Regions from separate parts of the Mus musculus genome. Here regions 1, 2, 3, 4 and 6 are each linked to region 5. A link is a contact called in public promoter capture Hi-C data. All regions are on one chromosome and are shown on one strand. The core of a region is the stretch at or near the end of the contact, and the rest is flanking DNA. Distances in the headings are between cores, read along the strand shown.

What was found. Promoter capture Hi-C pulls out the DNA fragments that hold promoters and counts their contacts.
Region 1: a promoter capture Hi-C map of pre-B cells shows a contact between it and region 5, with 4 times the contacts expected there. The contact joins the promoter of Gnb1 here to the promoter of Tardbp in region 5. A contact is called at or near these places in 2 of 39 promoter capture datasets (maxillary cranial neural crest and pre-B cells).
Region 2: a contact with region 5 is called in a promoter capture Hi-C map of maxillary cranial neural crest. The contact joins the promoter of Pusl1 here to the promoter of Tardbp in region 5. A contact is called at or near these places in 3 of 39 promoter capture datasets (cranial neural crest, maxillary cranial neural crest and second pharyngeal arch cranial neural crest) and 1 of 9 other capture datasets (adipose tissue).
Region 3: a contact with region 5 is called in a promoter capture Hi-C map of pre-B cells, with 4 times the contacts expected there. The contact joins the promoter of Ccnl2 here to the promoter of Tardbp in region 5. A contact is called at or near these places in 5 of 39 promoter capture datasets (cranial neural crest, frontonasal cranial neural crest, maxillary cranial neural crest and 2 more).
Region 4: a contact with region 5 is called in a promoter capture Hi-C map of liver, with 5 times the contacts expected there. The contact joins the promoter of Aurkaip1 here to the promoter of Tardbp in region 5. A contact is called at or near these places in 5 of 39 promoter capture datasets (cranial neural crest, frontonasal cranial neural crest, liver and 2 more).
Region 6: a promoter capture Hi-C map of maxillary cranial neural crest shows a contact between it and region 5. The contact joins the promoter of Ankrd65 here to the promoter of Tardbp in region 5. A contact is called at or near these places in 3 of 39 promoter capture datasets (cranial neural crest, maxillary cranial neural crest and pre-B cells).

Annotation. Positions count from the first base shown.
Region 1 is chr4:155,489,732-155,493,702 of GRCm38.p6, reverse strand. Gnb1 (guanine nucleotide binding protein (G protein), beta 1) reads right to left here and starts at 2,342. Exons shown (of 12, transcript NM_001160016.1): 1 at 2,123-2,342.
Region 2 is chr4:155,889,425-155,893,336 of GRCm38.p6, reverse strand. Pusl1 (pseudouridylate synthase-like 1) reads left to right here and starts at 1,575. Exons shown (of 8, transcript NM_001033490.1): 1 at 1,575-1,706; 2 at 1,922-1,979; 3 at 2,098-2,285; 4 at 2,435-2,584; 5 at 2,668-2,838; 6 at 3,614-3,668; 7 at 3,741-3,903. The coding sequence starts at 1,630. Acap3 (ArfGAP with coiled-coil, ankyrin repeat and PH domains 3) reads right to left here and starts at 1,462. Exons shown (of 24, transcript NM_207223.1): 1 at 896-1,462. The coding sequence starts at 942.
Region 3 is chr4:155,809,684-155,813,874 of GRCm38.p6, reverse strand. Ccnl2 (cyclin L2) reads right to left here and starts at 1,386. Exons shown (of 11, transcript NM_207678.1): 1 at 1,066-1,386; 2 at 633-707; 3 at 307-416. The coding sequence starts at 1,347.
Region 4 is chr4:155,828,098-155,832,525 of GRCm38.p6, reverse strand. Aurkaip1 (aurora kinase A interacting protein 1) reads right to left here and starts at 1,257. Exons shown (of 4, transcript NM_025338.4): 1 at 791-1,257; 2 at 456-543; 3 at 1-174. The coding sequence starts at 510.
Region 5 is chr4:148,624,610-148,628,803 of GRCm38.p6, reverse strand. Tardbp (TAR DNA binding protein) reads left to right here and starts at 1,808. Exons shown (of 6, transcript NM_145556.4): 1 at 1,808-2,123; 2 at 3,428-3,679. The coding sequence starts at 3,442.
Region 6 is chr4:155,788,520-155,792,630 of GRCm38.p6, reverse strand. It overlaps Ankrd65 (ankyrin repeat domain 65), which reads right to left and starts at 1,459. Exons shown (of 3, transcript NM_001370822.1): 1 at 1,123-1,459; 2 at 499-1,033. The coding sequence starts at 1,307.

The DNA of each region.
Region 1 (3,971 bases), core at 1,093-3,592, 6.9 Mb before region 5:
CTCAGAAAACCTACTTTTGACTTTCAAGGCTCTCACCTTCTAAGAAAGACAGCACACTGTAGAAGTGAAATACGTGCAGTCAGAACCCTACACCTACAGTCTAGCCTCTCCCATGCAGACCAGGGCCTTCCCAGCTGCACTGCATTCCTGCACAGGTCTGTGAAAAAGGTCACTCTCCCTAGGTCCTATCTATCCAGAACCTAGCTCTGCTGTCTAGAGGCTCAAAGCCTCTTCACATTTCCATCCCTGGCCAAACACCCGGCGGAAGAAATTTTCCTTTTGCAATATACCTTCCAGAAGAATCCAGAAGACATCTTAGCATGAAAACTAAAAGCCTTATCTTCAAATATCTCCCACCACCAAAAACCACTACAGCTTCAGATGTAACAAAACAAAACAAAAACCCAAACAAACAAAAACTACATAGAAACTGACTAATGGTTTCTCTGAGGACCACATTTAGTCTCCACAGTGAAATGGAACTTTTCACAATATTAACACTTCCATTTATCATGATAGAATGACTACATATTTTCTTAGTTAACAGTAAATCTCACAGGCTACTTAACCACACACAGAGAAAGGCTTGATTGCTGCTATCAGATCGAAACATAACAATACAAAGTACTATTACTACCAAACCAACACTACAAATTACCTGAAATTTCAAAATTCATGCACAAGTGTCATTTATATACTTATAAATTCTACTAATTCGGGGCTGGAGAGATGGTTCAGGGGTTAAGAGCATCGGCTGATCTTCCAAAGGGTCTTGAGTTCTGTTCCCAGCACCCACAAGTCAGCTAATGACTCTAACTCCAGTTCCAGGGAATCTGACACCCTCACATACACACACAGACACAGACACATCCAGGCAAAACAGCAATGCACTAAACAATTAATTAATTAAATGAAGCCCCACTAATTCTCCTCTCAAAATAAAAATTTTGACATAACCTCTTTAAAGATGAGCTGAACACGTATAGGGATGCTATTTCGGGATGCTAATCCTGTGGTTTAAAAAAACCCGGAAAAAAAAAATGTTTAAATGTATCAAAAGGTCAAAAGCCAAGCTGCAGTTCCCCAGGGGAACCCGAGGCTGTGGAGGAGACGCGGAAAGACTAGGCCACCCTCTGAGTGCTCTGGGCAGGACGTCCCCTCCCAGCACTGATGCATCAGGCGAACCCAGGAGCCCGGCGCCTTTTCCTCTGCACCGGCCACCAGAGCCGGCCTTTGTTTTCAGCCCCGGCAGCGGACGGCGCGGTCCTGGCTGACAAAGGCGGGTATCGCCATCTTGTCGCGGCGACCGGACGCGGCGCCCATTCATTTACGGGTGCCTGGGGCCAGGAAGGCCGGCAGCGAAGGAAGCTGGGAAGCTTGGTAGCCGTAGGCCCGCACCCGGCAGGGGTTGATGGCCGAATCCAGTAGACTCGCCCCGTGTCCGCTCCCCGCGCGCCCGGCCGAGTCCCACGCCCCGCAGGAAGGCGCGGTCCGGAGGGCAGAGCTCGGCTTTTGTTCCCGCGGGGACTCGGCCGCGAGAAGAAGCGCCTGCGGCTCTCCTGGCATCCCCACCTTAGCAAGCCATCCAGGCTCGAACCTACGACCCGAGCCCCAGCCCTGCATCCCGTTCCCTTTCTTAAAACTCAAGACCACCTCCGGGATCCCGCATCAGGCCCTAGACCCCCCCGCCCCCCGCAACAGCCTCGACCCCAGGAACATGAATGAGTCTGGAAACCGAATTCCGACACGGGCTTTGAACCCAAGACCACAGATCAGGTCCCGCATCCGGGATCCAGCCTTGAACCCAGAACCCATCCCAGATCTGGCCTTGAACCCAGGACCTCCACCCAGGTTGCCGCATCTCCGGGCCCGCACCCCGGACGCGGCCTTGAGCCTAAGACCCCGGCCCGGGCCTGCGCCCCGGCCCAGGCGGCTCCGCCCCATCCCTCACCCCCCGGACCCCGAGACCCCAGCCCTGCCGCCCACCCGGCACGCCGGGGATCGCCCACCCAACCCTGAAGAGCAGGATGAAGACGGCGGCCGATGACCCACGAGCGAGAAGAGCCGCAGGGCCTGGCCCAGCGCGGGGCAGGCTCAGCTCACAGACCCCAGCCGCGCTCACCTCGCCCTCGCCCGGTCTGGCGCCCACGCCGCCGCCTGGTCGTCGCGCTCGCGGCCTGCGGGCAGGAGTCGGCGAGGCTGGTCGGGTCCGCGCGGCGGCTGTTCCAGTCCCAGCCCCGCTGCCCTCGCCGCCCGCGCCCGCCACCGCCGCCGCCGCCGCCGCCGTCGCCGTCCGCCCCTCAGACGCCTCCAGCCATCAGGATGGGCGCGGCGGCCCCTGCCCGCAGCCTCGGGAAACCCCACGTCGCGTCACCGCGCACGGGCGGCGTGCGCGTGCCGCTCTTTCCGCCCCGCCCCTCCTTCCCTCTGCGCGTGCGCGAGAGGCTTAAAGGACCCGTGATTTTTTTCCCCCACCCCACCCCACCACCACCCCACACACCCCGCAAGGGTCTTCCAGGGACGTTGGCAGCCTATCGGCCTCGGTGGCCTCTGGCTCTGACCTGACGGTGTCGGCTCCTGTGCCATGTGCCCCAAGCCAGAGGGCGGTGTGTCCTGCCTGAATGACCAGCCCGGGAGGGCCGAAAGGCGTGCGTGCGTGCGTGAACGGCCTAGCAGGTTCTAGACAGCGGGGGTAGAGGGGTAGGAATAGCCAGGTGGGACAGGAAAGATGTCAAGATTAACCACCAGAATCTTTAAGACATGCCATCCGGTCTGGTCCGTCGTGCCTATTTGTCCAGCCATCTTCAACTAATATGACTCCTGCCACAATGACTTTTTCACTCCCATTCTGCCCTTTCCAAAACCAGGTGAATACCTCTCTTATTTCCTCTTGGCCTGCACTACCCTCTTTTAAACAAGAGCCACAACTCTCTGGGGGGCCTGGCCACCACGCTGACTCTGAGACCTTTCCATGATTCACACTTGATACCTTCCCTTCTTGTTAGCTTCTGTGCACCTTGCAGCCTTTCCTTGAAGCCCATTCCTTCTTGAAACAGCCTTTGAGTGGTCTGCACACTTCCCCCTCCCTGCCCTGGGCGCTTCCTGCCGGGCCATAGAAATGTGTCTGTCATTGTTCAGTCCTGACAGTTTCCTCATATACTTTCCCTGTGCCAGCCCTGATCTGACGCCTGATTTTACGAGCCCTAGCTTCTGCTAGTGGATGGGTAGAAGTGAGGAACCAGGTATTGGATATTCATTGCTACAAAAGTGTCATTGCTGAGCAGGCACCCTGAGGGAAAACATACATTTACATGAACATACATATATGTACATGCAGATGGTCATGTGGGCATTCGTATCTTTTTCTTGATCACAGTAAGTGTGTGGTCTCTCCAAAATACTGCATATTCTCTTCCTTGCATATTGAGTGACCTGCTTTGAGAGTAAGAAGCCTGGTTCCAGTTACCTCAAATATATCCACCACTGCTATCATCTCACCCTAGGGCCTCTGACCCCTGGGACTCTATGCCCTTCACTCCATCTGTTCGAGACCTGACTCTGTCATTTGTGACTGTTTTTTACCTGAAGTTCTTGACAGCTCCATCATCCCACTCTCTCCAAGTAAAAGTACAGGGTCCTTCCTTCTCACCATTCTCTCCACTGTCCCTTGTGACTCCAACTTCCCACAAGTGCCTCTTCCATGAACTTGTGAAGGCCAGACCTTTGATGATACCACTTCTGCACAGATGTCCCCAACCCCTTAGTAGCCCAGTCCCGAGAGAATATCCATTGCCAGCTTCATTTCCTCAAGGGTAGCCTATTCCCAGTGGTCTTGCCCTGCTCATTTCCTACTTTAATACTGTGACTCTGGTGAAGACGTCCTCACCCACCATACACACCCCACCCCCAGAGGATGTCAGAGGATATTTATGATCTGAGAAGAAGGTATCTAAGTGGTATTCTAAGTTCCA
Region 2 (3,912 bases), core at 326-2,825, 7.3 Mb before region 5:
AAGCACACCAACTCCGTATCACAGCTCACCCACACATTCATGTGCACCAAGGAGAGCAGAGTGGCAGAACATGCTCCCCCCCCCCCCGTGTGTGTGTGTGTGTGTGTGTGTGTGTGTGTGTGTGCACATACAGAGGTGGGACACCTCACGAAGGTCCGAAATTTCAAATGACACACAGGAGGTACTCCATTACTGTCTGCCAAATGCCACTCAATGAAACAGATGTATATCTGTGTGGCCATGTGGTTCACACAGATGTGCACGACTGTATTCCAGGAACAATAAAAGAAACAAACCCATAGGTGAATAAGGCCCATACCCTTCCACCTAAACACGACTTCCTCATCCTTACAGCCTCTACCCCTTCAGGCTCCTGGGTCACTCATACATCCGTTAACTCTCACCAAGGTGTCTATCTCAGGCCCTGATGGCTCCGGCTGGTTGCACCCATACACTGCTCTGGACATACGGATCAAGATAGAGACCAAGCAGGGTGCCAGACAATCCTAGCCAGAATTGGACTACAGGGCCAAGGAGGAGCCCAGTACTTGTGGCACACCAGAGCATACACACAAAGAAGGGTGGACAGTTCTAGAGATGGCACTGGACGCAAATGCCCAGTGACACACAGCTGCCCAAGGCGGTCTGCACACTCACCCCCGCGCGCGAGGTGATCAGCACAGGGGCGTCTTTTGTTCCGGTCCCCCGAGGCCGGAGGCGGAGCTGCGCAGCTAGGGGACCGCGACTCCGGCTCCCGCCGGTTTGTCCGTGCCAGGTCTTCTGCTCCGTCCAGGTGGACTCGGAGCGGTCACCACGCTGGACACCCCTTGCCCGCCTCCGGCACAAAGGCGGCTCCCCATCCCCGCCCGCGCCCTACCCCGGGCCCGCAGCACACCTGAAGCGCGGCGAGTCCTTGATGCATTCCTCGAACTCTACCGTCATGGCTGCGGCGAGCGGTGCTCACTGTGCGGAGGACCAAGGCGCGTCGAGCGGCATCCCCGGCCCGTGGACCGTCTGTGGCGCCCGCGCCGAGCTGCGCTCCGCGCCCGCCCGCCCGCCTGCCCGCCTCGGTCTGAGCCCGGCGCGCCGCGGCCCCGCCCCGCCTGTCACCGCTGGGGAGCGTCGCCAAAGTCAGCCTCTGCCTGCGCCACCCGCTGTCACCTCCGGGGAGCGTCGCTAAAAGCGCCGCTGCATCCCCTCGCCTGTCGCTGCGCTCTGTCCTCGGTCACCACGGTCTGGGAGCTGGGCCGGCCTCGGCGGTTGGGCTTCGGAGTGGTTTGGCTCGGTCGCGGGACAGGGAAGGGCACGGCTCGCCCACTTCAGGCATCACGGCGGTGGTGAACTCGGCTGGAATGCTGCCGACGGACACACTCCGCGACGGCGGCGGGGAGATCGGGAGTGAACGAATTAAGGTCGCTTGTGCGGAAGCGACCCATCATCGCGCCCCTGTGAGGCCGAGGACAGGAAACATAGCCGGCTCTAGAGGACCGCACTTTGCACCCGATCCCTAAGCTTGGCTCCGCCCCCGCCTCTCCATTCAGGCGGGGCGGACCGAGTCAGTGCGCAGGCGCCGTCCCTGCTGGGCTGGGTCGACCGCGGGCCACGTGCAAGCGCCCCGCCCGCTCAAATATGGGCTCCTGCGGGGCGGTGGGCTCGGTGCGTGCGCGCTACCTTGTGTTCTTGCAGTACTTGGGCACTGACTTCAAGTACGTTTTCCCGCTGTTACCCCCGCGTTCTCCACTCGGCCTCGCGGGAAGTCCGCGAGGTGACCAGGACGGGCGCGATCGGTCTCGGGATGCGGGATTTTAGGAGCCGAGGAACACAGTGGCCTGCACCGAACCCACGCGCCTGGGCGCCGAGACCCCTGGCGGGACAGCGTCCACAGACACCGCAGATAATTCCTTCCTGTTTCTCTCCGCAGTGGGGTTGCGGCCGTGAGGGGCAATCCGCGCGCTGTTGGGGTGCTGAACTTCCTGGAGGTGAGGACCGGTTTGGGGAGGAAGAAGCAGTCGGCAGCTCCAACCCCTACCCACTCTCCTCCTCCTATTCCACGGACTCCGGCCATCGATGTGGCAGCCGCCTGTACGGTTCCCGCAGGAGGCTGCCAAGCGGCTGAACTCTGTCGACCCGGTCAGGTTCACCATCTCTAGCCGCACCGATGCCGGGGTGCATGCCCTGAGCAACGCGGCGCACCTGGACATCCAGCGCCGCCCAGGGCAGTCGCCTTTCTCCCCGGAGGTCGTGGCCAAGGCCCTCAACACCCACCTGAAGCACCCGGCCATTCGGTGAGCCCGGGGTTTTGGTATGGTTCTGGGCTTTTTTTTTTGTCTTTTACCATTGCACCCCACTGTGGTGGGAGGCAGAGATTTCCATAGTGCTGTGTGGACAGTTGGGCATACTCATTCCTGGGATGAGCCAGATCTGCTTGCCACAGTGTACTGAAGGCCTTCCGAGTGCCCAACGACTTCCACGCTCGACACGCAGCCACCTCCAGGACCTACCAATATCGTCTGGCCACAGGCTGCTCCTGGCCTAATCAACTGCCTGTGTTTGAACAAAATGTATGCTGGGCTCTGCAGACAGAGTGAGTGAGCTAAGAATGGGAAGAAAATGGCTCACCATCCATCTGCCTGGGCTCTCCTCAATAATGCTCATTTGGCTCTGCAGGTACCTGGATATGGCGGCCATGCAGGAGGCTGCCCAGCACCTCCTCGGGACACATGATTTTAGTGCCTTCCAGTCTGCTGGCAGCCCAGTCACAAATACTGTACGCACACTTCGAAGAGTCTCAGTGTCACCTGGTCCAGCCAGCCCATTTGTCCTCCCCGAGGGGAGCAGGTGAGACGACTAGCCTTTCACTATGCCAGGACTAGAGGCCACCAGGGTCATTACTCATAATACCTCAATAAAAGTGAGATGATGCTAAATGGGTATATTGCACATCCATTGGGCCTAGAGGGTGTAAGAAGGTGAGCCAGAAACTTGTGTCTTCTTCCTGTTGGGTGGGGTCTCTGCCAGCCTGGGGAGCACAGGGTGGAAAATGTTGCCTTTCTGAGGGCCCTGCCAGACCCATAGCTCTTTATAGCAGGTAAGTTCTGGCAGTCTCTGAAAAGATTTCACTAGAGCGAATAGTTCCATTCCACTTTGACAGACTACGTTAAGTTCTCTGCTTCAAACACCAGGAATCAGCCGCTCACCTTGAGAACATAACATCTGGAACCAGCTCCAAGGGTTTGGTAAAGGGGCTTTGGTGTGACCAGGCACAAGAGCACATGGCCTAGGTTCCATCTTGATAGGTGGGCTGGCTATGTCCTGCTTCAGCACAAATACTTTAGCCCCAAAACATGAAGGCCCAAAGCAATCGCTATTTCCCGTGCACAAACTAACCAATGCTCTGTTATATAATTGTTTCCTTTCATGGTATATGTAGAGTCGAGTAAGTCATGCAAAACTCGCTCACCCTCTGGAACTGGTGGTCAACTAGGCAAGAACCCACCCTGGATGGAAGCCTTTAAACCAGTATATAAATCGTTGTCTTGTCTGAAGCCACATGGTGAGCTAGGTTGGCTGAGCCTGCCCTTAGCTTGGACCTCAAAGCTGTCTGTGTTCCTAGGAGGCTGCAGTTCTGGACCTTGGAGTTTGAGAGCCAGTCTTTCCTTTATAGACAGGTAGGCTGTCTTAACCCTCACAGGATGGGCTCGGGTAGACACACCTGTGACAACCTGAGCTCTCTGCTGCAGGTGCGGAGGATGACAGCTGTGTTGGTGGCTGTGGGGCTAGGGATCCTGGCACCCACACAAGTGAAAGTGATTCTGGAGAGTCAAGATCCCTTGGGCAAGTATCAGGCTCGAGTTGCTCCAGCCCGTGGCCTGTTCTTGAAGTCAGTGCTGTATGACAACTTTGGTAAGAGGG
Region 3 (4,191 bases), core at 137-2,636, 7.2 Mb before region 5:
TTACAATGACACTAGAACAAAGAATGGCCAGTTCAGACACTAACAGCGCTGAGGGTGAGAACCAGGGACCTGGTGCTCAGAGGTTCTCAGCAGAACCATGGAACAAACAGGACAATAGGGTGGTGAGCTGATGTGGTCATACAGGAATTGTTTCAGCAGGGCTAGGACAGCCAGCTATCCTGGTTATTGTACCCCCCTACCAACTGCCCCAAGACAGCATCTAGGGCACATGCGAACAATCTACTGTAAATTCACAGGTTGGTATTAACAATGACAGACATTAGGACAGCTCTGCAAAGGACTCACTTTTTCTCTCTCAGATGCCGAAGGCGATGGAATACATTGATGACATCCCTGATTCGTCTCGGAGCCTCTTCTATTTTGGAAGCCAGGTGAACACAAGCCATGGACACATGCTGAAATGTACATTGTGACACGGGTGTTTTTCCCCCCAACTTGAGAACCTTCCAAGGCATTAAAACTATTAGAAACAACCAGAAGATACAGAGACAGACAGGCCTCTAGGGAAAGAGCTGTGTAGACTTTGCAGGACAGAATTCAGCTAAGCACTGGGCAGAACAGGCCAGGTTTCATCCCAATTCATTTCTCCGAGAAAACAGAAAGAAGCCTACCTCCATGGAATGTTTCACGAAGGACTTAGTGTAAAAGAACCGCTGGAACAGCACCTGCCCTGTAGCCATGGCCACCTAGGGACAGAGAGGGTTCCATCACGTTTGAATGCAGGACTCACGCTTGTCCCGGCTACAATGTCTTGTGTGATTTCCCCCCAGGACAAATAGCCACGACAGTTTCCATTTCCCCCAAAGGGTTTGGGTCTCGCGAGGCTTTCTTGGGGGTAAAAGGGCTTCGGCTCCGGCGGAGGGGGAAGGGGAAGGGGAAGGGATGGCGGGTGCGGGTTATTTCAAGGCTGCGGAGCGCACAGGCTCGGACCTCGTCGCCTGGGTCCGGTGAGCTCCGGGCCGGGGGCCGGGACGACAACAAAGGCCCGGCCCTCGGCCCTCGGCCGGCGAACGGCCCCTGCAGAGCTCGCGGCCCGGCCCTTACCTGCGGCAGGCGGAGCAGGATGCCGGCTGCCTGGATGAGCTCGCAGCCCACGACGCGGAGTCCCGTCTCCGTATCGACGTCGAGGCCGCTCGACATGGACGGCGTGAAGCGGAGCTTGTCGTCGGGCAGCAGGCAGTTTTCCAAGGTGATGAGCACGCCCGAGTAGAGCCTGTCGCCGATCAGCACCCCCTGAGACCCCGGGGCCGCTCCCGCCGAGCCGGAAGAGCAGGCCGCCGACGCCGGAGCCATCAACCCCGCAGCCCCGGCCGCCGCCGCCGCCATTTTGTGCCGCCGACTCTTCTCGGGCCCTTCCCGTCAGGGCGGCTGCTCGAGACGATCGTGGCCGCCCCGCCCCGCCCCCTCCCATTGGCTGAACGTCACCGCTGTCTCGACGCCGTTGGCCGTACGACCAGTCCGTCAGTGTCGCGTCAGGCACCGACGCCGGAAGCACCCACGGGTGGGGCTGCTCGTTACCCACTTGGCTCCGCGGCCTGGCCCGAACCGGAACTCCTGCCTGGCAAAAGGGGTTCTAGAAGGGCGCCTTTCTTTGGGGGTTGGGACAGAACAACTTTTCTCCCACAGTCCCACGTGCACGACGTTACACCGCGACTTAGTTCGGAGTCTTTAGTTCTCAGCCCTCCCTTCCGTCCTCGGGCTCTGGAACAGCTGTGGGGTGGATCTGCCAGCATTAAAAGGGCAGATGTGCCTTTAATCCCAGCACTTAGGCAGGCGGATCTGTGTGGGTTCAAGGTCAGCCTTCTCTCTACAGCTAGAGTTCCAGGACAGCCATGGCTGAGAAACTTTGTCGCAAAAATAAATAAAATACTAAACAAAAAAGTGCAGATGAAGGGTCTGGAGAGATGGCTCAGCAGTTCAGAGAACTGACTGCTCTTGCAGAGGTCCTGAGTTCCAGCTACGACATCATGGCTTGCAGCCATCTATCTGTGATTGAATCTGATATCCTCTTCTCTCATTCAGGCACAAATGCAAACAGAGCACTCATATACACAATCTTTTCTTAAAGGGGACCCCCAATAATCTACTGCAGCAAATACAGGCCAAAAAAATGGCTTGGGGACCTTGAAGATCAAGGTGAAACGGCTTGTAGTAGACCCTACAGACAATATTAATATTCCTGACTCCAGTCCTGGCCTGCTTAGTTTCACCCAAAACAGTGCTGCTGCCACTACACAATAGATGTTTCCTGTCACTGCTCAGTTATCTCAAGCTTTTGATAAGATTTCAGCCAGGTTCGGTGAAACGGAAAATTGGGAGGACATGGGAGTTTAAGGAGATCCCTGTATAACTCTGATTCAGGTATGGTGAACAGCCAACAAGGTTGCCAAAAGTCAGTATTCCATAGTCCAGCTGTAGTGGGGTGATTGGATTCCACTCCTAAGCAGACCCCACAAAGATCTCATCAGTCCTCTCACTGTAATGGCCACGCTGCTACTGTCTGTCCGTCTGTCCCACCCCTAGGCTGCAGCTCTAAAGTAGGCACAATTGTCATTGCCTGGTCTGCCCATTCCCTAAGCTGAAACTGAACCAAGAATTAGAAAAGACTGTTGGCTCTAGTCACTCAACCCAGACTCTGGTTCTAGAGATGACTATTACATCCATCAGGAAGAGAAACCTATATTGGAGAGGGATGCTTGGTTACAACTCAACAGTGATTTGCAGTATCTTGTCTTTTTTGTGTGAAGTAGAAAACAAAGCTCAGTGATGGGGCCACATGGATGTGTATCTTCTCCAATATCAATAGCAAGTGGCTAATGAGTAATATATGTGCAACATTCTGGCAAAGTGTTAAGCATATTGTATGCAAGACACCAACCTAGTACAGTGACGTTTAGGCTGATGAAAAAGTCAAAAAAGCCTTGTAGGAATCCTCAGGAAAGAGAAGCCAAACTTAAGCTTGCCTGCAGTGGTGAGAGGACAGATCTTTAGGGACTGGGAACATTACGGAGTTGTAAGCTTCTGTAGTATGTGTGAAGCCTTGTGTTTAGTACCCTGAATCCCAGAAACTAGACATGGCCAGTACATACCTATAATCCCAGCACGTGAGAAGTAGAGGCAGGAAATCAGGAACTTAGAATCACTCTTGAGGTACGTGAAATTGTCAAAAGCAACACAAATTATAGGAGGGAAATTAGGACTTGATAAGTTATATATTGTGCTAGAAGTGTGCATTGAGTCTGAGGGAAGAGCTCAGAATGACTCGTAAGCAACTGATGGCCTAAGATGAGGAATGGTGTCACTATAATCCAGCATGGTTCCAACTGGAGGCAGAGACAGGCATTTATGGCTTCTGGAGCAAAGGGCTCAACAAAGTAGACGTGGGCCTTTCTTTTATAAATGTGACTGGCAATTAAGAATTTCCCCAAAGATAAAACATTTAATCATGAAGAAGAAACTAGTCCAGACAAAGAATGCTCTTAAAGGAAGCAAAACACTCCATCCAGCAGGTAAACTTTTTAAGATACAAGTAGCTAGGCATGGTGGCATATGCCTATAATCCCAACACTCAGGACGCAGAGGCAGGCTGAGTGCAAAAGTAGCCTGATCTGGATACTCTGTGTGTGTGTGTGTGTGTGTGTGTGTGTGTGTGTGTGTGTGTGTTTAAAGGTTAATAAACCTGGGCAGTGGTGGCGCACGCCTTTAATCCCAGCACTTGGGAGGCAGAGGCAGACGGATTTCTGAGTTCAAGGCCAGCCTGGTCTACAAAGTGAGTTCCAGGACAGCCAGGGCTACACAGAGAAACCCTGTCTCGAAAAACCAAAAAAAAAAAAAAAAAAAAAAAAAAAAGGTTAATACAATAACTTCAGGATGTTTCTGAAACTGACATGGTTTATTAGGTACCCTCCCCAAGCATGTCATGTAAGAACTATTAAGGGACTCTCAAACAAGCCAAGGTGCTTGGAAGAGATACTCTTGAACCCACGGGACTACCTGTAAGCTTGCAGTGCACTTCAGTTTTCAATCTGTGGTGTGCTTTTGGGTCATTTCTGCTCTCTTAAATAATCCTGATAAACTCACCAATTGGACCTAAGTAGTATCCTTACTTTGGTCAGTCAATGGTTCCCTCTCTGAGGTGAGTACCTTTTTGTTCACATCTCAGGAATACTG
Region 4 (4,428 bases), core at 8-2,507, 7.2 Mb before region 5:
TCTCTAGAGGACTGATGGCCATCTTCCTGGGGACCAGGAACTCCTCAAGCTCTGACTGGGTCCTCTTACCAGGGAGGGAGGCAGCCCGACTTGGGCTTGCAGGCTGCAAACTGTAAAGGGGTCGAAAAGCATAGCTGCCAATCACCCCGGAGCCAGGGCAGGAACGACTGAAACCTGGGGAAACAACACAGTTGCTACTAGTGCCATCACAGCAGATCAGAACACCACTACTACCCAGGCTAGGGCAACATGTAGACCCAAATGGTAAGGCCTGCCCCTTATCCTTCCGTCTGGAGTTGTGATGTGCTCCTACATACTACATGCAAGCTCGCAGGAAAAGGTTTGTGCCCAGGCTCTTATTCCCAGTAGCGACAGGAGACTACTGAAGGCGAGCTGGGCCGCGATGATTCCCATCCCCAAGTCAGGTGTGGATTCCGCGTCCAGGGGCGTCTTACCTGCCCAGGGAACAACAGTCCTGGCCAGCCGTGAAGTCAGGCGCGCCAGGAACATGGTGAGCAGTTGGTCCGGCGGCAGCGCTCAAAGCTAGAACACAGGAACCAGCTGAGGTCACGCAGCGGCGACGGGCAGTGCTCTCGGCCGCAGGCCTCGCATATCCCATCACCCTGGGTCCCCCTGACCCGCGATAAGGAGACATCTTCAAAAGTCGCTCTGAGCGCAAATCCTGTCCCTACTTCTCTCCACCAGCGTGGTCGCTGTAAGCCGCCCACCCACGGTTCCCGCTCAGGCAGCGAAACCCACAGCGCAGGACGATATCGACGCTCGCACGCACCAAACAGACGCAGGCCAAGCGAGCTCCGCCGCCGCTCATCATCTGAGCCCCGCAACAGGCCCACCGAATCCCGGAAGTTAGGACCGATCAGGTCGCCTCTGACCTCGACCACTTCCGGTCCCTGGTCCTACGCAGCGCCCTCTGGTGCCCGGCTCTGCGCTAACTCGATCCTTGCGTGCCCGAAGGCGATCGCTTCCGGTTGGAGGGGACGCTTCCCCTGCCGCTGTTGTCCAGCAGCAACAACGTTCCGGGTAAAAAGTGCCCACACCCGACACCCACCACAATCCCGGAGAGTGCTCTCTGCGTGCACGCGGACTTTACAGTATATATATATATATTTTTTTCCTTTCGTCTCTCCCAAGCCGGTTAGCCTCCGGGTACCGCCATGGACCGTAGGACTGCGGAAGTGACAAGTGGCGCTCCTCCTGTTAGGGCGGCAGGTCGTTTAATAGTCCTGTGGGATAGGCTGGCTGCAGAATGGGGCGCTCTGCTTCTTGAGGCCTCAGAAACTCCGCCCTGTTCCTGCTCCGCGGTCCTACCCTGCCGCTAATCTCAAGTGAAAAAAGTCCTAATTTCTTTAGTGTGCCCTGAGGAAAAAAAAATTTTTTTTAAAGATTTATTTATTTTTTATTATATATAAGTACACTGTAGCTGTCTTCAGACACTCCAGAAGAGGGAGTCAGATCTCATTACGGATGGTTGTGAGCCACCATGTGGTTGCTGGGATTTGAACTTCGGACCTTCGGAAGAGCAGTCGGGTGCTCTTACCCACTGAGCCATCTCACCAGCCCCCTGAGGAAAAATTTAAATATCCTCACACACACGTTAATTTTTATCCCAAAACTTAAAAGCAGCTTCTTCAGAATACGGCTGCTGCTTTCCTTGGCAAGAGCCTAGCAATCCACTGCACCTCAGTGTGGACCAGAAAGTCCTGCTGGCTCCGATGGACAGGGGTGCAAGACTAGGGTTCTCCTTCATTTGAGAAACTACGTATGCCTCGCATGAGGGATTTCTGTGGATTCTTAACACAAAGTGGCCAAATATCTCATTCTCAGGCATTAACCTAGCTAAAGTTACATAAACCAATAAGAGGGCAGAAATTGCAGGCTGTCGTCCCAGCTGTGTAACTGAGGTCACAAAGTGATGTTGCGTGTACCCTACCTTCGAGAGGGGATGCTGGAGATATTTGTCTTTTCTAATGATGTTTCGAGAGGGGAGGCACAATGTGCACCTGCATATGCCACAGCACACATGGAGTCATTTCTCTTCTTCCACATTTAAGGAAGTGAATTCCAGGGATCTCATTCAAGTTGTCGGGTTTATGTGGCAAGCACTTAACCACTGCGCTAGCCCAAACAGGAAGGTTTATGCATTTTAGTCTGTCTTTAGTTCAGACTCTCACCCTGGGTTTAGCCACAAAAGGCAAATGGAGTCTCTAGATTCCAGCCCTCACCTTGGTGCTCCCAGTCCTCAACATGGCCAGCTTTTATTTGATGTGTTTCTCCTTGGATTGCATAACTAAAGGTTCAAGGAGATGAATAAAAGTAAATAAATCCATCAGAGAAATGGTCATGTTCACAACAACCCGTATCGGGACAGGTCTTTGTAGAGTCAGGGACAATAAGAGAAAGGGCAAGTGGAAACAAGTTTTGGAAAGAGACCAAGCAAAGCATCCTCCTTACACAATCCCGGGAACTAGCAAGTTTCTAGTCTTCCAGGAGGTGAGTAAAGCCAACCTTGTTAAGATCCCTATACTTTCCTGGGTGGTGGTGGCCCACGCCTTTAATCCCAGCACTTGGGAAACAGAGTCAGATGGATCTCTTTTGAGTTGCAAGGCCAGCCTGGTCTACAGATTGAATTCTAGGACAGCCAGGGCTACACAGAGAAACCCTGTCTCAAAAAACCAAAAGACCCCCTGTATCTCAAACAGGCTCCAGGCCAAAACAGAACATGCCCAACCAGGGCAGGGTAGCTGCTTGGCCATGGTGGCAATAAAACACAGACACATAGCCATGACACCATGACATTGTATTGCTACTGTAAACTAACCTTGCCAAGGCAGATCTGGAATTGCAAAGGTTAATCCTTCATAAAAACCTAAGAAAAAAAGCACTGCTGGGGCTGAAGAGATGGCTTGGTGGTTAAGAGTACTTCCTATTCTTCCGTGGGATTTTCGTTTGTTCCCAATCAGAAAGAACCCGAAAGAAAGAAAGAAAGAAAGAAAGAAAGAAAGAAAGAAAGAAAGAAAGAAAGAAAGAAAGAAAGAAAGGAAGGAAGGAAGGAAGGAAGGAAGGAAGGAAGGAAGGAAGGAAGGAAGGAAGGAAGGAAGGAAGGAAGGAAGGAAGGAAGAAAGAAAGAAAGAAAGAAAGAAAGAAAGAAAGAAAGATCACTCACTGGTAGAAGATTTGGGGGGAGAGTCTGTGTAAATTGTTTTCTTTAGAGTATAAAGATGAATTTAAAAGTGTGAATGGCCAGAGGTGGCCCCACCCTGGGGCCTGCCTGTTACAGCCTAGGTTGAGGAACCCTAGAATTGAGCCACAGAAGCCAAATGCTGACTGGTTTGTGCCAGTCAGGGTAGCTGCTTAACTTAAGCCTGATGCTTAACTTAAACTTGAGCCTGCGCGTCCGTCTCATCCTAACGCTAGCACAGCTGTGAAGCTTGTTGAACACCGACCATTTCTTTTTTTTTTTTTTAAAGATTTATTTATTACATATAAGTACACTGTAGCTGTCCTCAGACACACCAGAAGTGGGTATCAGATCTCATTTCGGAGGGTTGTGAGCCACCATGTGGTTGCTGGGATTTGAACTCAAGACCTTTAGAAGAGCAGTCAATGCTCTTAACCTCTGAGCCATCTCGCCAGCCCCCCATCCATTTCATTTTAAATTTTTTATTGTTTTTTAAAATTAATAGGTCTATTCATTGTAATGTATGTACACCAAGTTCATAGCTGGTGTCAATGAACTTGGCGTACATACATACAATGAATATGGCCTGAAAAGGGCATTGGATCCTCTGGAACAAGAGTTGTGAGCCATACAGTGTGGTTGTGAGCCTTACAGCATGGGTGCTAGGAACTAAACTTAGATCCTCTGGAAGAGAGAGCAAGCCTTCTCTCCAGCCATTATTTTACATTATAACGTTTTTCTGTTTTTTGTTTTTCCCACCATACCTAGCTTACGTACGCAGTGCTGGGGATGAAGCCCAGGGCTTTGTACTAGTTAAGCAAGCTTGCACCTATAGCTGAATTTTTTTTTTCTTTTTTGGTTTTTTTGAGACAGGGTTTCTCTGTTTAGTCCTGGCTGTCCTAGAACTCACTTTGTAGACCAGGCTGGTCTCAAACTCAGAAATCTGCCTGCCTCTGCCTCCCTAGTGCTGGGATTAAAAGCGTGTGCCACTACTGCCCGGCTATAGTTGAAAATTTAATAAAGCCATTGTACCTGACATAAACTCAGAGTGCTGGCATACCTAGACTTTGAAGTATTCTTTTATAAATAATCAGTGATTGTTATCTGAGATTTATGGAGTTGCTTTTCCTATAGAAGATTCAAAACCTTTGCGTGACTTCAGTAGCAAGACATTTCTGGCAAATCCTGGCTGATAACTGCTTAGGTAATGCGCTCCTTCAGACAACTCC
Region 5 (4,194 bases), core at 559-3,058:
TCTGGAGACCTGCCTGGGGGAAAGACTGATTTGAAGGTCAACCTGGAATATACAGTAGGACCCTGTCTAAAAAAAAAAAAAAAGATAGCTGGTGCCAGCTAGATGGCTCACAGAAAAACTCACACAGAGCAGGTTTGGTTTCCCACAGAGACGTGAACACAGAAAATAAATAAAAAATGCAAGCTGGGCGTGGTGGCGCACGCCTTTAATCCCAGCACTCGGGAGGCAGAGACAGGCGGATTTCTGAGTTTGAAGCCAGCCTGGTCTACAAAGTGAGTTCCACGACAGCCAGGGCTACACAGAGAAACCTTTTCTCGAAAAACCAAAAAAAAAAAAAAAAAAAAAAAAAAAAATCAAAAAAAAAAAATGCAATCATCCTTTTAAACTACTGTTAAAGTTCTTGACTTTTCCAGGCATGGTAGCACAGGTCTGTAATCCCGGACAGTCAGGAGGCCAGGCCCAGGCTCTGCTGTATGAAACCTTGTCTTAGGAGACAAACAAAAAACCATTTTGGTGACTCACACCTGTAATCCCAACACTGAAGGCGCAGATTCAGGAAAGGCATAGCAAATCTGAGGCCAGCCTGGTCTACACAGTAAGTTCTAAGCCAGCCAAAGACTACGCAGAAATCCTGTTTTGTTTGTTTGTTTGTTAAGTTCAAAACCAAAAAGTAAATAATGCTGGGTGGAAGGACTCATGCCTATAATCCCAGCACTCAGATGGTTGAGGCAGGAGGACAGGCCAGGAGTTCCTGGCCAGCCTGGGCTCTAATGGAAGTTAGGGGCTAGACATTAACATCTGTTCTTCCAATGCCATCTTCTTACAAGGTAGCTGTGAGGAGGAAATGAATTCATTTATAAACTTAAAGTGGGAAGGCTTGGCCTGATGGTGATCTGCAATCCTACCCCATTCCTCCCAGAAGGGAGGCAGAGGCAGGAGGAACCCAGCAAGCTCAAGGCCAGCCTGTTCTGTACAGCAAGACCCAGTTTCAGTAAATAAAGCAACTGTGTAAAACCTTTGTGCCTAAGCTTTGAATCTGATACACCAAGAAATTCCAACCCTGAGTAAAGAGTCTACATCTGCTGCTTGGTGGTAGAGCTAGCCTTCAGCCTTTTTAAAGTTATACTAGGACTCGTCAACTGGAACCGAAATACTGAAACATCCAAGTAGTTTTTTGCTGTAGGATTCAGACCCTAGTGGGGCCTCTTTCTCATGGTGACTTCATGCAAGGTACTCAACTCTGTGCCTCAGTTTCTTCACTTATTGAAAGAGGAGAGAGTATCACGACTATCGTGTAGACTGCTAGGGCAGCATCCACACTTGGCAGCCTTGATGAGTTAAAGGACAGCCTGGGCTACACAGTGACTTTGAGATCCCTGTCTCTAAAACAGTATCTGATGGCTAAGCCCAAGGTCAATGGGAAGACACTTGCCTGCCATTCACAAGATTCTGGTTTGTTTTTCTCCCCCTAGAGCCAGAGAGTGCTAAAAGGTACTTGATACAAAATAGTACTTAGAACAGGGACCATTTTGCAGATCAAAGTTAATGTTTCCACGTTGGAAATTAACGAGCAAAGGCAGAAGACATTTAAGAGTCGCCTTTAGACTAGGAACCCAGGGTTCCCAGGGATTCCCCCCCAAGCCCTTACGCGTTCAGTCGCAGGCTCCGCCCCCTTTCCCTCCTAGCCCCGCCCCTGCCGCCCCAGTCCCGGCCTGCGCTAGTCTCGCGCATTCTCGGCGCGCGCGAGCTCCTCGACTAGGGCCGGCCGTTGGTCAGGCGAAGCCATCTACCGCGTTACGTAGGGGGACTCGGAAGGCCGAGTGGCCGTTCTGTCCTTCATCTGTCAGTTTTTCAGACCCAGCTGTTTTCATTGTTGCGTTTCTTTACTTTTTTCTATACGCCGAAGAGCCTGCTAGCATCCGAGCCTCTGGGAGGAGAGAGCGCCTGTGGCTTCCCTCGGAGAGCGCCCCTCCTGCAGGGAAGCCAGTGGGAGAGGCCGAAGGCGGGCGAGGGCGGGAGGCGGCCCTAGCGCCATTTTGTGGGCACGGAGCGGTAGCGCGGCTGTTGTCGGATTCCTTCCCGTCTGTGCTTCCTCCTTGTGCTTCCTAGCAGTGGCCTAGCGGGTAGGTTGGTCGCCAAGGCCGGCCTGCGTGCCTCGAGTGTTGCTTCGGAGAGGCCCGGTGCGGCCTGCGCCGCGGGGAGGGAGCGGTAGAGCGGGGCCTGGTTGGCCTCGCGCAGCCGCGTCGTTAAGGCCTAAGCGCGGGCAGTAGCCGGAGCGGGACGCCGGGCCTCTGCTTGGCTGTGAAGCCACGGGCGGAAGTGTGTGGCCGCCCCGGGTTTCCAGGCGTCCTAGTCCCTGTAGATTGTCGCTTTTGAGAATAACTGTTGTCACCATGGGACTTGGACCTCCGCGGGCCCCACCCTGGGCCCAGTTGAAAGGGGGGGAAAATCATCAACGTTGTCTGTCGCGCACGGCCTTCTGGGAAGCGGCGGCCTACCTCCCGGAGTAGCCGTCGTTGCTCCCTCGACGCCTAACTTTAGCCAGACCTTTCCGAGGATGAGCACCAGAACTGCTAGATAACTGTTCTGATGTCGGTGTTCGTGCTCCACCAGCACAGGGAGGGTTCCTCAGATCCCAATGCTTGGCTGGTTTTTTCCACGTTAAAGCACGTGCTAAACCCGATTCAGGTCCAGGCTATAGAAGAAACTTAATTCAGAATGGTTACGAAATACGGTAGCCTGTAATCTGTGCGCTCCAGGTAAGAAATGACGAGTGCAAGAAAAAAAATCGGGGCAGATACTTAGTTCTTTAACACCTTGTTTTTGTCTGGCTTTGTAGCCAACGGGCCACATGGTAACACTGTTGCCATTTTAGCACCGGAAGCTTATAGTGTGCGCTGAGAAAATAGAACTGGCGGGCAGAGCGCCACATGAACACCGGTTTTCCCTGTGGCTGCCCCGGAACTCAGTAGACTAGGCCAGCCTCGAACTCAAAAAGATCTGCCTGCCTCAAGAGTGCTGAGATTAAAGGCGTGGGTTATCGTGCTCGACAAAAATCACATTTTTTTTTAAAGATTTATTTTATTAATATATGTAAGTACACTGTAGCTGTCTTCAGACACTCCAGAAGAGGGAGTCAGATCTTGTTGCGGATGGTTGTGAGCCACCATGTGGTTGCTGGGATTTGAACTCTGGACCTTCTGAAGAGCAGTCGGGTGCTCTTACCCACTGAGCCATCTCAACAGCCCCCAAAATCACATTTTTATTTTAGAAAATACCTTTTCTCTATTTTTTTTTCAGGGATGGCAAAAGAAACATTTTAGGTAGCAGGAATCTTTTCAGGAAGTGGGAATAAAGTGGTGTGATAATAGCCAATTATGAAAAGATAACTCCTCTGATTTTCTTGCTCATTTCTTTTTCCTTTAAGAGATTTAAGCAAAGATGTCTGAATATATTCGGGTAACAGAAGATGAGAACGATGAACCCATTGAAATACCATCAGAAGACGATGGGACGGTGTTGCTGTCCACAGTTACAGCCCAGTTTCCAGGGGCATGCGGCCTGCGCTACCGGAATCCCGTGTCTCAGTGTATGAGAGGAGTCCGACTGGTGGAAGGAATTCTGCATGCCCCAGATGCTGGCTGGGGCAATCTGGTATATGTTGTCAACTATCCCAAAGGTTTGTTAATCATTTTGGTTTTGCTGTATTGCTGGCCATGGTTAGACTTCCGTGCCATCTTAATTTAAGTGAGACTATAATATCCAGGGCTTCATGTGTGCTGGGAGAATAGTCTATTGTTGAGCTCCAACTTGAGGGTTTGGTCGTTATGGAGGAATGTTTCCTATGACCCTAACTTTTTCATAAACTTTGTTTAGACTTAGACTACTCTGGCAGGTCAGCAGTTTAAGTAAATGGAAATTGAAAAGCAGGATTCTTTTTTTGAGGAGCATGAATTTAAATGTGAAGCTGGCAGAACATGGTCATTGCTAATTTTAGGTGGTGAAACCTAAATGCCTTAAAGATGCATCTGTTTTGTAAAAGAATTTGGCTTTTTGAAACGGGGTTTTTCAGTCTTTTGGGTTGTTTTGTTTTTGGTTTTGTTTTGTTTTTTCTCTCTTCCCCTTCCCGAGACAGGGTTTCTCTGTATAGCCCTGACTGTCCTGGAACTCACCCTGTAGATCAGGCTGGCCTCG
Region 6 (4,111 bases), core at 210-2,709, 7.2 Mb before region 5:
AGGGTGCTGTCCTCTGGTGCCCTCTGGGCCCCACTGTTTGTTTGTTGCCTGGCATGGTGGCCCATACCTTAAACCCCAGTACTCAGGAGGCAGAAGCTGGAGAACCTATGGGAATTCAGGAGCAATTTAGTCAATAGAGCTTCAAGTTAGCCAAGGCTACATAGAAAGATGCTGTCTCAGAAAACCTATCCATCCATCTATCTATCCATCTACCCATCCATCCACCTAATTCATTGTTATGGCCCACCAGAACAAAGCAAGATTGCCAGGAATGGGAGACCTCCCCAGGTGCCATTCAGTAGGGAGGTTACATAAGGAGGGCCGAGCTGGAAACAGGCTCATCTCCCAACCGCTCCAGCCTCCATCCGGTCCACCTGTCCCTCTCCTGTTCTGCGTCTTTCCACTTTGTCCCTCTCCTCCCCCAAGATCTTAGAGAAATGTAGGGGGTGAGGCCCTTTGGCTTCTGGCACAGTCATTGCAGATGAAGGCTGGACCTACTTGGTGGTGACCTAAGCCAGCTGCCAGGCCAAGTGCGGTGGCCCCCGTACTGTCCTGGGTGTCCACCTTTGCCCCCAGTGTCAGAAGAAGCTGCAACGATGACGTACTTCCAGCTATCGCTGATACCAGCAAGGCGCCATCCAGGTCTGCATTGCCTCCAGCAGACAGCAGCTCCAGCACCGCCAGTTGCCCACAAGCCGCTGCCCAGTGTGCTGCAGTCCAGCCTCTTACATCTTTCACATCAGAGCCTGAATCGGAAGCCACGGTGAAGCTTGTAACGAGTAGCGTGCGGCCCAGAGCGGCTGCCCCGTGCAGGGGCGTGAGGCCGGTTTGAGAGCATGCCGCTGCCGAGGCCCCACGTCGCAGCAATAGTTCTGCCACGTTTGAGTGCCCATGCCAGGCAGCCTCATGCAATGGTGTGCGCCCTGTGTGGTCAGGTGCACCTGCCAGAGCCCCACGCTGCAACAGCAGGCGAACCAGTGGTGCGTGCCCCCGCATCACAGCCAGGTGGAGTGGAGTCCTACCTGTGTGATCCCTGTGGGGTATGAAAGAAGTCATAATGCTGCCCAGACGTTCAGTCCCAGCCAGAGAAAGAGTCTAGGGCTAGTTAGTCATGAAGCTCACCTCTCCTCCACACTGGAGCCTTGTCTCAGCAGCTGCATCACCAGGCTAGGAGCACCCCACCACACTGCCTGGAACAGAGTACTCCAGCCCGGAGATGTAAGAGGTCGCTCTGTCTTGTCTGCTGGGGCCTCCTCCCAGACCAGCTTCATCCACCGTAGTTCCTGCTCCAGACTGCTGGAATCCATCTGGGGGAAAGTAGGGACCCGTGTCCACCCTAAGGCTCCTGGCTGGTTCACCTTACCAGGTGTCCCTTGTCACCATGTCACCACCCCAGCAGGAGGAAGGGCTGTGGCTCCCAATTATCTCCAGAGGGGGCTGGCACGTGAACTCTGTTTTCTGGTTGACTCTCGTTCTCTCTATTTTATTTCTAGTCTGACCTCATCCTGGGAGGCCAGTTTGGGTGGTGAGAGAGTGGGCAAAGGGCTTTTGCACCATGCAGAGGCCACCAGACACTGTTTACTTAGTAATCTGAAGGGAGTCTATGCCTGCCAGGTAGCACCCCTAGCCTGAGCACCTTGCTCCCTTGCTGACTACTAAAGCTCTTGGCCACACTCCCACGAGAAAAGGCCAGGACAGGTTGGGAAGGGCAAGCAGGAACATGCCCTGGATGACAACCCCTCCTTCCTCCCTTCCTCTCTAAGTAACACAAACTTTAATATGTTCTGACTTGCCCTCAGGCACCCTGAGACCTACCTGCCCCCACTCCATCCTGGGGCTGGAACCACCTCTCTTTGTGGTTGGAGAGGGGACACTGTAAGGTCCTATCCTCCTTCCTAATAAGATGCTTTGCAGGAGAAAAAGTTCACCACAGACATCTGAACAGCGGGGCTGGAGAACAGGCTAAGACAGGCTAGTGCAGGCCAGGACAGGGAAGAGATGTCTGGGTGGCAAGGGGCAGAAGCAAGCAAGGATGTTTCTGGAACAGGAGTTGCAAAGTACCTACATCTAGAGGTAGAAAAGTGTCTGTAGGAATAAGGCACTCATGTGGACACTTGACTCTGGGCCCAGGACCAAAAGGGCTTGTTTGCTACCTGACCAGATTCTAGATGTGGGCAGCAGGGCCTTGCCAGCTGATCCCAATAGCGAGGTCCTGTAGTTCTCTGACGGAGACTGTCCAACAATGGGTAGCACAGCATGGAGCTGTCTGTTTTAGCTCCAGCTATCCAAAGGATGGAGTGTCTCAAGAGACATATTTGAACTCTCTCTATACTGGGAACAGCAGCCCTTCCAAGTGGCACAAGGAAGAGTCTCCCAACAACTGTGTGAAGGGCCCCTGCCTATCTCTGAGGCCCAGCCCACTGGATCTCACAAGTTCATGTAGATGCTACTTCCCAAGGGCTTAGAGCCTAACAGCCAAACTGAAGCAATCTTCGCCTCTGACCCTGTTGTTCTCATCTTAGCACTCAAAAAAAAAGTCTGTCCACTAAATTTTTGGTTAGCTGGGTTTTGTTATTGCACACCTTTAATCCCCTAGCACCTGGGAACAAATAGTATTTATTTTATTTATTTGTGTGTGACTGGGAGTTGTGTGCCCAGTAGAGGTCCAATGACAACTTACAGAAGTCAGTTTTTTCCTACCAGGTTATAAACAAGCCTGCTTGCAAACACCCCTGCCTTTTGGACCATTTCACTGGCCAAAATCTGTTCATTTTAAATGTCTGTCTTGCTCTTCTAAAAGTAGATGCTCCTTAAAAGTACGTTTCATAGGCTAGCCAACAAGAAGCAAAGATCTGGACCGACATAAACATTCATAGTGGGATGTGTAGTGAGAATATTCATTCCTTTAAAAAAGAAATATAGGCCGGGCAGTGGTGGCACATGCCTTTAATCCCAGCACTTGGGAGGCAGAGGCAGGTGGATTTCTGAGTTCAAGGCCAGCCTGGTCTACAGAGTGAGTTCCAGGACAGCCAGGGCTACACAGAGAAACCCTCTCCTGAAAAACAAAAAACAAAACAAAACAAAAACAAAAACTAAACAAAAAACAACAACAAACCCAGAAATATATTGTTTTATTTTTTAACCCCAGTTGTGGGATATGGAACTTCTTCACATTGCCCACAGCAGCTAACTGTGATTTGCATTGTGGTCTAACAGAGGTGTGGTTTTGCCAGCTGCAGATAGTTCCTGCAATTGTGTGACATTTGGAATTCTGGGAACTTTTCAGAGCGTGTATAAATGAGCTCTGAGAAGCATTGTTGTTGGTTGTTGTTGGGTTGTTGTTTGTTAAGTAATTGTCTTAGATAGGGTTTTACTGCTATGAACAGACACCATGACCAAGGCAACTCTCATAAGGACCACATTTAATTGGGGCTGGCTTACAGGTTCAGAGGTTCTGTCCATTATCATCAAGGCAGGAACATGGCAGCACCCAGGAGCTGAGAATTCTACATCTTCATCTGAAGGCTGCTAGCAGAAGACTGGCTTCCAAGCAGCTAGGATGAGGATCTTAACGCCCACACCCACAGTGACACACCTACTCCAACAAGGCCACACCCACTCCAACAGGGACACATCTTCTAATAGTGCCACTCCCTGGGCCAAGCATATACAAACCATCACAGTAGTCATTCCCAAAGAAGAAACAAGAAGAAATTAGATATCAGGACATTGAAGATCAAACTTGCCCCAACAATTCGACGCCCCCTAGTCAGCAGAAAGTCGTCTAATGATACCATTTGCTCCCTTTCTCCTCTATCTTTCTTTCTCTCTTATTTAGTAGAGAAGGGTGGGAGAAAAAGAACCCACAAAGTAGCCAAAGTCCAATCACAGGGAAAAACTGAGGCGTCAGCTCCTAGCACCCCTTCCCCACACAGGATGACACTGGAGTGAATCAAGCCCCCTGTGGCTGAAAGCTACCTTCATGAGGCAGCTTCATGGCGTGGGGAGATGGGAGGATGGAAAGGCCCCTATCAGATTGGATCCAGGGAGGCTGTAATTCTGTTTATGCCAGGTTCCCTTGGCCTGTCACAGGTTCCCTATCTTTCTAGAC